2 separate regions of the Rattus norvegicus genome follow, and region 2 is linked to region 1. The links are chromatin contacts, called in public Hi-C maps. All regions are on one chromosome and are shown on one strand. Each heading gives the region's core, a stretch centred on a gene start, on an enhancer-like site or on the middle of the called end of the contact. The rest is flanking DNA. Distances are from core to core; before and after follow the strand shown.

Region 1 (5,403 bases), core at 1,468-3,967:
AATATAGAATTCAGCGGTGCCCAGGAAAGATGCGACGGCACAGCGGGTGGTTTTTTTTTTTTTTTTTTTTTTTTTTTGCATTTCCTAGTGAGAATGGCTTGTTCTTGTGTTGCACTTTCCCTCTTCAGTCTCACGCTCTTTCCTCTTCACACCGCAGCTGAGGCAGCCCCTGCCAACTAAAACATGGAATCTGGGATCGATGACTGATTTTTTAAAAAACAGGGTGGGTCGAATGAAACCACAACGAGGACTTTGGCCTGTGTAGTTGGTAAATGAGTGAGGGTAGAGAGGACCCTCAGTTGCAGGGGTGGGAGTTTGAAATGCATAGAACGATTTATGGAAAGAGAGTTGCGGAATCGAAAGGGGGAGGTCCAGCTCCAAATCCCGAGGGCTCACAGACAGGCATAAACCATCCTGAAGCAGAGTATGCCTGCTGGTTGGATTGGACAGGCTTGGAATGAGAAAGGATGTGCTGAAATGGAAAACATTCCTTGAGGCTTTGCAGCGTTATTTCTGCCTCAGCCATATGTATCTCAAAGTCTACTTACATAAAACAGCTTGGCATTTGTCATCGTCAATGCGCATGCTGGCACACTTGCCGTGTTCTTTGCATTCCTGAGTGGGTCTCTGCTATTGATAATGAGCCATCTTTTCTAATCAAGAAAGATAACAATACCAGAAACCAAAACCGTGTGCTTCTTTCTGGAGCGATGCTCTATTCCTAACCATGTTTTGCTTTTACGTTTGCTCGCACTATCGGCGATCTGAGATTCCCCAGGCTGTCTTGGAATCTTGACAGCCAACTTCGGTGGATTCTGCTTGCTTGCTACCTCCTGGTGAAAAGGAAAATAAGTTTCACGTCCAAATTTAGCACCGAACAGGTAGCTGGGACTCCTACTGTTCTACCAGTAAAGTAGCCTTTAAGAGAAACTGGTGGCTCCTGAGATATTGGGAACAACAGATTTATCATCTCATTCCTTGGCTAGGTGGGATGCCGATGCAGCAATGACGAGGCGCCTTAGATAATCTCCTAGGCAGATGCGGCATCCTGATTGTTACCTGACAAGTGGAGTCGCGCAGAGGCTGAGTGAGATTCCTTTGCCTTTCCCACGCTATCTTTACTCTCATACCAATCCCGAGTAGAGCAAAACACACGGACCCAGGTATCACTGAAAGAAGGATTATAGAGGAGGCTATTAGTAGAACCAAGCTAGTCACTAAACGGAGTAGGTTAGAGGAGGGAAATCCTGGCCTTTGTCCCCAGTTTTTTTGGATCAACGAACATAGTTAATCAGAGAAATTAAATCACCATGTCCCAAGATGACCTGAGCTAGTTTACCCGAGGTTGTGCGTACTTCACAATGAACAGCCAAGGTTTACAGCTACGGTTCTAACCTGGATAATTCCTATGTTATATCAGGAGCCAATCTAGCTTTGCTGAATAAAACAGATGAGTTTTGAATCTGTGTCACAAAGGCAATTTTCTCACTTAATGATTTTTATCTGGTCTGGAAAGAATAGGTTCTGAGAGAAAATACCATAAAGAAAGAGTCACGTTGGTCTCCTGGGTAATACTTCCTTCTTTTCTTTCTCGCATGTTTCTTGCCTCACATGGATTTCTATGGTTGCTGTAACAAAGCACCACAAAGTACACAACGAGTCTTTATTGTATTGGTATTCTGGAAGCTGGATGTGCAGGGCCAAGGTGTTGGCAAGCATGACCCCTGCTGTGGACGGGAGGGAGAATCAGTTCATGGCTCCCACTGCCTTCTGGTCGTCTGCTAGTCATCTTCAGTGTTCCTTCTCTGTGGTGGGGGAGGGGAGGCATCGCACTGCTCTAGTTCTTCATCTTCACATATTTTCTCTCTGTGCACTACTCACATTAGAGGCTGTGCTCGTGTCCTTATTATAATTTGACTTCCTTCACAAAGACCCTATCTCCTGATAAGGACACATTCTGAGCTCTCTCTCTCTCTCTCTCTCTCTCTCTCTCTCTCTCTCTCTCTCTGTGTGTGTGTGTGTGTGTGTGTGTGTGTGTGTTTTATGATTTCAAAGCTGGGTATGTTGGTGTATATGCCCATAATTTAATTTCAGCATCCGGGAGGCAGAATCAGGAGAGCAGTCAGCTCAAGGTCATGCTTGGCTACCTAGCAAGTGTGAGGCCAGCTTGGGCTACATAGGATCTTGCTTTAAAACAAACAGATATAAAACAATCCATTTTTAGGGTCCACGGAGCTGCTGTTTCATACAAACAAACGCAAAAACAAAGGAACAAGACTTTCACGTTTGGATTTGGGGGAAGAAACTAATCACCCTTGAATGAATTGTGTGGTCCTCTGATCTACCGATGGACTCTATAAAACAAGCCACAATCATGTAATCAAAATGCCATTGCCTTTGAAAGGACTCTGGTTGAATAAGAATTTTCCATTCTAATTTGAAATTGATCAATATCTGTCCAGCATTGTGTTGGAGCAGGGTAGTAATCCTTTTTCCTATTTGGGAAGTGGAACCGGATGGACAGCTGGCTTTGGAGTTTGCACGAAGAGTACATAATCCTACTTATATAACCCATCATGTTTGCAAAATCTGCACTGCCGTTTTGGGGAAGAAAATGAGATGTTTGGAAATAAAATCTGCTGTGCAGGAGTGGAAAATTTATCCTCTTTCCACATGGTTCTTGTCTACATCTTTTATTTGCATCCTCAAGAAGTCACATGTCCTTGCTTGAGCATTCTGCCTTTGCTGCTCGTGTTAGGTCTGCAGAAAGGGTGAGCCGTGCTATGTCTGCTAGTGCTAATCCCTGACCAGGACTCTGACATCAGAGTCGTTTAGCCCCTCAAAGGCTGTGATGTCTTGCATCAGCTCGTGCTTTGCTGAAACAAGGTAAAGGAAGAAGGCACAGGCATGCAGCCCTTGAAAGTGGGACTGCTCACTGCTCACATGATAACCCTGCAAACAAGGTCACTTATTACATCCATGTCATGGAGACTCGTTTCCCACCCCAATAAAAACAGTATATTTATTGCTCTTTTGTGTTACAGCACTGTTCCTGCTTTTCATAGGAGCTGCCGTTTTTTAAAAAGATTTATTTACTATATAAAAATATACTGTAGCTGTCTTCAGACACACCAGAAGAGGGCATCACATATATTACAGATGGTTGTGAGCCACAATGTGGTTGCTGGGATTTGAACTCAGGACCTCTGGAAGAGTAGACAGTGCTCTCAGCCACTGAGCCATCTCTCTAGCCCATAGCTGCCCTTTCTTAATTACAGGTTCAGCTGGGGATACTGGTTGTGGGAATGTACATCTGGGGCCATCAGTAAGTAAATCGTGGTAGCTTGTAACAGTGACTGGAATGAGGAGATGCGTGTAAGCAGGTTAGCTCATCAGAAACCTGCCTTGGATTTTACATAATAATAAGAATGGGTTTTGGGGAAGAAACGTCCACTTCCCCCTGGGTTCACTAAATGAGGATGATTAGTCTTGCAGAAACCCTGTCCCCTGCTCAATGTTCTTTTTTTTTTTTTTTTTTCGGTCTGCTCAATGTTCTTAAAGCAGAGATCTCTGAGTGAAAGTGACAGGAAGTGATTAGATAACACAGGAACAGCTCTGACACAGACAGGAGAGAGAGAAGAGGTGTGTGTGTGTGTGTGTGTGTGTGTGTGTGAGAGAGAGAGAGAGAGAGAGAGAGAGAGAGAGAGAGAGAGATAGAGAGAGAGAGAGACAGACAGGGGGAGAGGGAGAGAGATAGAGAGAAGAGAGGGAAATAAATAGAGATATTAAGAATATGATTTAAATTTTTGGAGATCAAATTCATGAGCTGATAAAGTCATATCATTGCTTAAGCTGGTTTTTGCTGATATTTCGTCTGTGACAAAAGTAATATAGTCCATAAAAGAAGAAAATGAGTTAAATTGAAGAATAAAAGTTTAAGACATTGGAAGGTACTGGTAAGGCAAACTTTCCTTGGGCAACAGCAACTGGAAGGTATTTTGAAACATGGTGTTCTCATATTCTTATTTAATACTGAAGTTATTTCTTTTTTTATTAACTTGAGTATTTCTTATATACATTTCGAGTGTTATTCCCTTTCCCGGTATCCGGGCAAGCATCCCCCTCCCCCTCCCCTTCCTTATGGGTGTTCCCCTCCCAACCCTCCCCCCATTGCCGCCCTCCCCCCAACAGTCTAGTTCACTGGGGGTTCAGTCTTAGCAGGACCCAGGGCTTCCCCTTCCACTGGTGCTCTTACTAGGATATTCATTGCTACCTATGAGGTCAGAGTCCAGGGTCAGTCCATGTATAGTCTTTAGGTAGTGGCTTAGTCCCTGGAAGCTCTGGTTCCTTGGCATTGTTGTACATATGGGGTCTCGAGCCCCTTCAAGCTCTTCCAGTTCTTTCTCTGATTCCTTCAACGGGGGTCCTATTCTCAGTTCAGTGGTTTGCTGCTGGCATTCGCCTCTGTATTTGCTGTATTCTGGCTGTGTCTCTCGGGAGCGATCTACATCCGGCTCCTGTCGGTCTGCACTTCTTTGCTTCATCCATCTTGTCTAATTGGGTGGCTCTATATGTATGGGCCACCTGTGGGGCAGGCTCTGAATGGGTGTTCCTTCAGTCTCTGTTTTAATCTTTGCCTCTCCCTTCCCTGCCAAGGGTATTCTTTTTCCTCATTTAAAGAAGGAGTGAAGCATTCACATTTTGATCATCCGTCTTGAGTTTCGTTTGTTCTAGGGATCTAGGGTAATTCAAGCATTTGGGCTAATAGCCACTTATCAATGAGTGCATACCATGTATGTCTTTCTGTGATTGGGTTAGCTCACTCAGGATGATATTTTCCAGTTCCAACCATTTGCCTACGAATTTCATAAACTCGTTGTTTTTGATAGCTGAGTAATATTCCATTGTGTAGATGTACCACATTTTCTGTATCCATTCCTCTGTTGAAGGGCATCTGGGTTCTTTCCAGCTTCTGGCTATTATAAATAAGGCTGCGATGAACATAGTGGAGCACGTGTCTTTTTTATATGTTGGGGCATCTTTTGGGTATATGCCCAAGAGAGGTATAGCTGGATCCTCAGGCAGTTCAATGTCCAATTTTCTGAGGATCCTCCAGACTGATTTCCAGGATGGTTGTACCAGTTTGCAATCCCACCAACAATGGAGGAGTGTTCCTCTTTCTCCACATCCTCTCCAGCATCTGTTGTCCCCTGAGTTTTTGATCTTAGCCATTCTCACTGGTGTGAGGTGAAATCTCAGGGTTGTTTTGATTTGCATTTCCCTTATGACTAAAGATGTTGAACATTTCTTTAGGTGTTTCTCAGCCATTCGGCATTCCTCAGCTGTGAATTCTTTGTTTAGCTCTGAACCCCATTTTTTAATAGGGTTATTTGTTTCCCTGCG
Region 2 (5,915 bases), core at 259-2,758, 1.7 Mb after region 1:
GCTCAGACGGTTTCGGGGTTCCTTCATTGTGCCAGCCTTGTGTGAGCCACTGGGTTTGGACACAGAGGTGCATCTTCAGCTGGCCAGAGAGGAGCGGCAGGGGTGCAGCTCTGTTGGGCCACAGTAGTGGGCAGCGAGCTCCTGCTGGTGAGGTAAGGAGTGGTGGGTGGCAAGGACTGTGATCGCACGTGTGTCTCGTGTGTGTGTGTGTGTGTGTGTGTGTGTGTGTGTGTTCGCGCGCGCGCGTGCGTGCGTGCCTGTGAGTGTGTGTGTGTGTGTGTGTGTGTGTGTGTGTGTGTGTGTGTGCGCGCGCGTGTGTGTGCCTGCCGTGCGCGTGCGTCCGCAAGGCGTGGGGGGCCAGAGGAGAGCATCCCACCCCGCCACCCGCCCTCGCGCTGGGTGCCTTTTGGCCCCGCACCTGTGCTGGAACGCCTGTCACCCTCTGTCCCTCACGTCCCCACCTCCATTGTCCCTCAGTCACACCTCATTCTGACCACTTATAATTTCCCAGTGCAGAGTCAGACCCAAACCCAGAGAAGCCTTTGCTTGCCTGACTGTTCCCCTCGCCCCCTCCCCCTCCTGCTATAAATAGCAGTACTAGCGGGTCAGGAGCGTCACAGCGCCAGAAACCAAGACCCCGAGGTTTTCTTCCCAGGGAACAGGGGACAAAGTGTGAGCAGGAGGAAGAGAAAGAAATCACTTGTGAGTAGTGAAGAAAAAGCTTGCCCCTTGACTCCCAGGAAAAACCAGCATCTTTGAATTCCTGTATTCTTCCCCTTTCTTCTCAACCCATTCTGATTCTTTCATATTCACAGTTCACTCCCCACCCCCCTCGTTCAAAATCCAACCTCTGCTCAGTACTCCTCCCATTGGGTTTTTTTTTTTCTCCTCCTCGGACTCCAGTTCCCACTGCTCCCCTCCCCACTCCTAGCGCTCCCACCCCACCCCCACCACCTCCGCTTGTCCCAGGCAGGGGATTGCTATTCTTCAGGAAATAAAAGTTCAACTCCTTGCCCCTTTCAACCTGCTTAGACCGGGAGGAGTGGGGTTTCAAAAACCAATCTTCCTCCCTTACACCTAGTCCTATTTTTCTTCTTAATATTTAAGGACACACACACACACACACACACACACACACACACACACTCTAAAACCCCACCACATCGTGAGGTGCAACTACATCCTAGAACAGAAACTTACCAGACGCTCTGGTTGCTTTTGTCTTAAAGAAAAAAGAAAACAACGAAGATTTTACTCTGGATGCATTTCTGGGGTAGTAGTTTAATATTATTCAAACATGTACATATTACACATATATATGCTTCTTTTCCTTTTTCCCCTTTAATTTTTTTAAACAAGGAAATCTCGGTCCCCGGCAGCCGCCGCTGCCCCTTTGATGTTTTGGTACGCCGTGCGCATGCGCTCCACATTAGAATTACTGCACTGGGCAGACTAAGTTGGATCTCCTCTCTTCAGTGAATCCCTCAATCCCACCAAAAACTAAAGGGATGTGGAGAGTCCGGAAAAGGGGCTACTTTGGGATTTGGTCATTTCCCTTAATAATCGCCGCTGTCTGTGCTCAGAGGTAAGTGTCGCTTTCCTTTCTCACTTGTCAGGGCTCTGTCTGCATACCTCTCTGTGAGCAGGGCTGTTGAAGATGCCGTGCTGTCTTCTTTATTCATTCCTGGTTATTGTCATTTTTTTCTTTAGTGTCAATGACCCTAGTAATATGTCGCTGGTTAAAGAGACGGTGGACAGACTGTTGAAAGGCTATGACATTCGTCTGAGACCAGATTTCGGAGGTAATGGGATTGCTTGGCAAATAAGAAACAGCCCAGCTCCAGCCTAAGCTGTCTTTTGGGCTTTGTGTGCACTCTCTTTCCGCCCCTTAGTTGTGGGTGCATGTGGTGTATGGAATGTTTCCCTATTTTACCTTGCTGAGAAACAGATCCAAACTTAAGCCAGTTTGTTTCTCTCCAGCACTTGAGAGGTCTTTCAAGAGACCCCCTTAGAGTGTGATCAGACTTGGTAACAGCTCTCCTTCTCCTTCACTGTGATATATCTTTGTCCCCAGTCTGAGGTTTCTTGAGATACAAGCCTCTTAAGTTTAGTTAACGGTGTGTGCCCGGCCGGGGCTGTCTTATAATGTGAGTACTTTTGAGGACACAATGTGCAGGCGGTTGGCTGAGAGGTGGCCTCGACTCTCAGTGCCCACCTACTTTAGAAGAGTTCTGGCCGTGGTTTAAAGTGGCTTACGTCGGGATTCTATCCAGCCCTCAACCGGGAATGGTACAGGGGAGAAGAGGGTCTGGGGGATTGAGAATAAAGATAGCAGAGGAAAAAAGGGCACTTCTCCCTGGAGCCCCAGATATGCTAGTGTGGCCATTTAATTTTGCTCAGACTCTTATTGGAACTCAAAGAGTTAAAACCTACACACAGAAGTGGGTGGGGAAAAGAAGAAGGAGGGGGCTTCAAGGCAATATAAACAAATCCCTCCGGCTAAAACTCTCTTGTGTTGCTGTGAGTTGTAGGATTCACAAGCTGAGCCATCAACATGTGTAGACACAGCTGGCTTCATTGTCCGACCAGCACATGTGTGCATATTCCTAGAAGAGTATCCCCCACATTCCTATCGCAAAGATGTAGGAATATAATGAGCATGAGGGGGGAGGGGGTTCTTTAGAGTTTCCAGTGACAACTCAGGTGTGAATGACTAAGTTCTGAGAAGTCACATGGCTGACCATCTTGGTTTGCAGGTCCCCCTGTGGCAGTAGGAATGAACATTGATATCGCCAGCATCGATATGGTTTCTGAAGTCAATATGGTGAGTATTAATACTCACAGATATGTCTCTGCAATGGGGACTGTGAGGGGGTTGTGCAGCCACTGGGGGTTGGGTGGGGTAAGCTTGAATATGTGTATAATGTGGGGACAGGAAGAGGGTATATGGTCCTGGAATTCATGTTATGTGTAATTACAGAACAACTCCTGGTTTTTTTTTTTTGTTTGTTTGCTTTTTGTTTTTGTTGTTGTTTTTGCACTTTTTCCAATTTGGATCCAATACAGAGCGAGTAAAATACCTCACACATTCACGTGTAAAGACAGTAATATGCTGGAGGCCCCTCCTCCCCCCTGCAGAAGCTATGGTTCTGACACCTTCTTGGATGCCTCAGTTTGTCAGGTTTCAGTTCTGGGTTTGGGGATCAGTCATGTAAAGGAGGATGTGAATGTGACCAAAAAGAAAGAAAGAAAGGAAGAAAGAAAGGAAGGAAGGAAGAAAGAAAGAAAGGAAGGAAGGAAGGAAGGAAGGAAGGAAGGAAGGAAGAGAAAAAGAAAATACCTTACCAGGAAGTCTATCTTACAAACTAAACTGTCACAGAGAGACAAATCAGTAAGTCCTAGGATGTTGATGCCCACTTGTTGCTTTAGGAAATTGCCTCCTTGTACTTGATGATATTTGACACCTCTGCCCTCCCCTCACTACTTCTCATCTCTTTTAAACCCCTCTGCTATTCCAGTGAGATAAAATAAAAGCTGACCAGTCTCTATCCAAAAAGGCAAGCTTCATACCAAGTGTACTTTCTTACAGCTCCTACGACGCTAATCATCGTGGGTACCAAGCACATTCAATTTATTGACAGCCACATTCAGTCTTTGGAAAAAGAATAAACACTAAGAGACAGGGGTGTGGGAAGAACCTGTGTTCTCCAACAGGGAAGCACTTTTTGGAAGGGGGTGGGGTGGGGTTATGCTTCATGCAGGAGCGCCCCCTGCTGCCCACGTTGGAGCACTGCGGATATACATGACAAGGACAAGTGTCCCAGATTCCCCCACTTAACTCACGGACATTTCTCCTGTAAATTCTCCCCTCCCCCATCTCTCCCTCTCTTCCTCTTTCCTTCCCTCCCTCCCTCCCTCTCTCCCTCCCTCCTTCCCTCCCTCCCTCCCTTCCTCCATTCCTCTCTCCCTCCCTCTTTCCTTCTTTCTTTCCTTTTCTCAGAAGTCTCTCTAGATAAACGGAACCTTAAAAATCCAGTATTCCTTTCAAATCTGATAGCACACAGAACATTTCAGATTGTTCTATGGTATCCTCCTGTCTTCCTGTCTTGAGAGTGAACAAATAATTAAAGAAGGAGATGAAGTGTGTGAGCTTTTATACAAACACTTCTAAACCAGCCATTGGGACATAAAATTTAGGGCATACTAATTAACTCAAGAAGTTTGAAGTATTAGGATTTAGCCTGGCTCTCACCTCAATTTAACAGAAGTTCTTATATTCCCAGAATTCAAAGTGGCAACTAGCATATCAGCTACAGATGCTGGGCAGTAACAATCTAAAGGCACCATAAGCTTCTGACCACTTAACAGAAACTCGAGGGGGATAATCAATTAACTCAGCAGTGGTTTAATAACAGAAATTTTATAATCTAATAATTGGCAGTGTTTTGATTGTATGATACACAAACACAAAAGATACATAGTATTGGATGACTCAGAAAGACACAGTAGGAAATTTCCCTGTGTAGATAGAAAAAGTATTTCTTAAGAAGTTAATTTCTCAGATATACAAATATTTACTTTTGTGGGATTTTAGAAGTTGGCCATAAGTTTGCATATTTTGATCTTCAACATAAAAATAGAAAGTGCCCTAATCTGGGTACCTCTACAAGTCCCAAGTACTTGACTCCAAATTGAATCTCTAATGTCAAAGTTATATAGAAATCAATTAAGGTTTTGTATTTTCTACATTGTGGTTGGTCAGACTCATATCTCATTGTTTTTAAAAATATTTTGCTCATTTTCCCCAATAAAACTTTATTTTACTAACAGCTTTTTGTGAAGACATCACAAAATAACTATTTCATAGAAAATAAAAAACAAATTTATGAGATAAAGCAACGCTCACAAAATGACTCCAGGTTACAACAAAAGGTTGGGAAGGGCTTGAGTGTATTGTATCCTTACGTGGCATAGAGTGGTAAAGCTTTCGTTTTCTTCATGAACTTCACAGACACTTTTTCCCTGTATGCACCATTTTGGAGTGGTACCAGAGGTGGACACAATGCCAAGACCTGCTAGTCAAAATAGAGATCCGGCTGAGGCAGGGTGTAATCACTTTGAGCTATTTACTCTTGCAGAGAAGTCATGGGATGTCGAAAGTGCAAAAATAAATGTCAGCTTGTAAATGGGACAACATTGTAGCATTAATGATCTGATGCAGGTGTGAAAATTCCCAAGCCAGACTCCTTTCTTAGCTTAGTGCTGACACTGTGCATTTGTCCAGACACACTTTGGGCTGCCAGTCTGACTGACCTAAAATTATCCCTCCAAAAACAGTTTTGTAACACATATACTTATTATCTTGCTTCAAAATATGGTTAGGCGCTTGGAAGCAACAGATGAGTTGAGCCCCCATGGGTAACTTACTATAGGACGTGTATTGGATAGTGCACAAAGGCCTACCAGGGTTAGGACGTTTGATTACATGTACTGTCTAATGAATGTTTTTTACCTACTTAAGTGAAGTTTCAGGGTTGATTAATACCCATGTTTGTTCACTATGGCTTGTGAACTATTGTCTGTGGTTTCTGTAACTTTTATTATTGTCCATATGCCTTTAAAGAAGGACAGCCCCCAGACCACTCACATATTTGAACTGCAGTGATACAGGTGTGTATTGATATTTTTTTTAAACAGATGATACCTGTAGAAAGATCCATAGCTGGATTAGGAGCATTAGGTACCAGCTCCATTTCTTGGCCACAGTGAGATTATTCACAGTCAAAAAGATCTTTATTTCCTTAGGGGTAAAGGAGAGTATACTTATTTTCCTACTATCTCAGATAACCACCAGGATTAAAAAATGACATTAGTTGCATCTAACTTAATGAGGGGTAAAAACCAGGCAAGCATTT

The links. A called contact is a pair of places that touch in the nucleus more often than the background predicts.
Region 2: a Hi-C map of prefrontal cortex shows a contact between it and region 1, with 5 times the contacts expected there. The contact joins the promoter of Gabrb2 here to the enhancer-like site in region 1. A contact is called at or near these places in 5 of 12 Hi-C or Micro-C datasets (the A7r5 cell line, Schwann cells, frontal cortex and 2 more).

Annotation. Positions count from the first base shown.
Region 1 is chr10:25,713,779-25,719,181 of GRCr8, forward strand. All of the region lies in intron 1 of LOC134480667 (glyceraldehyde-3-phosphate dehydrogenase-like), which reads right to left. The region is part of intron 1 of LOC120095070 (a long non-coding RNA gene); the gene reads left to right. Among named protein-coding and RNA genes, the nearest start is that of Ccng1, 32 kb to the left of the region's middle. Within about 2 kb of position 2,718, at least 11 of the 93 cell types and tissues checked have an H3K27ac peak or open chromatin away from gene starts, as enhancers often do. A contact at or near this core is called in prefrontal cortex, where this site is marked.
Region 2 is chr10:27,438,285-27,444,199 of GRCr8, forward strand. Gabrb2 (gamma-aminobutyric acid type A receptor subunit beta 2) reads left to right here and starts at 1,509. Exons shown (of 9, transcript NM_012957.2): 1 at 1,509-1,585; 2 at 1,711-1,802; 3 at 2,757-2,824. The coding sequence starts at 1,509.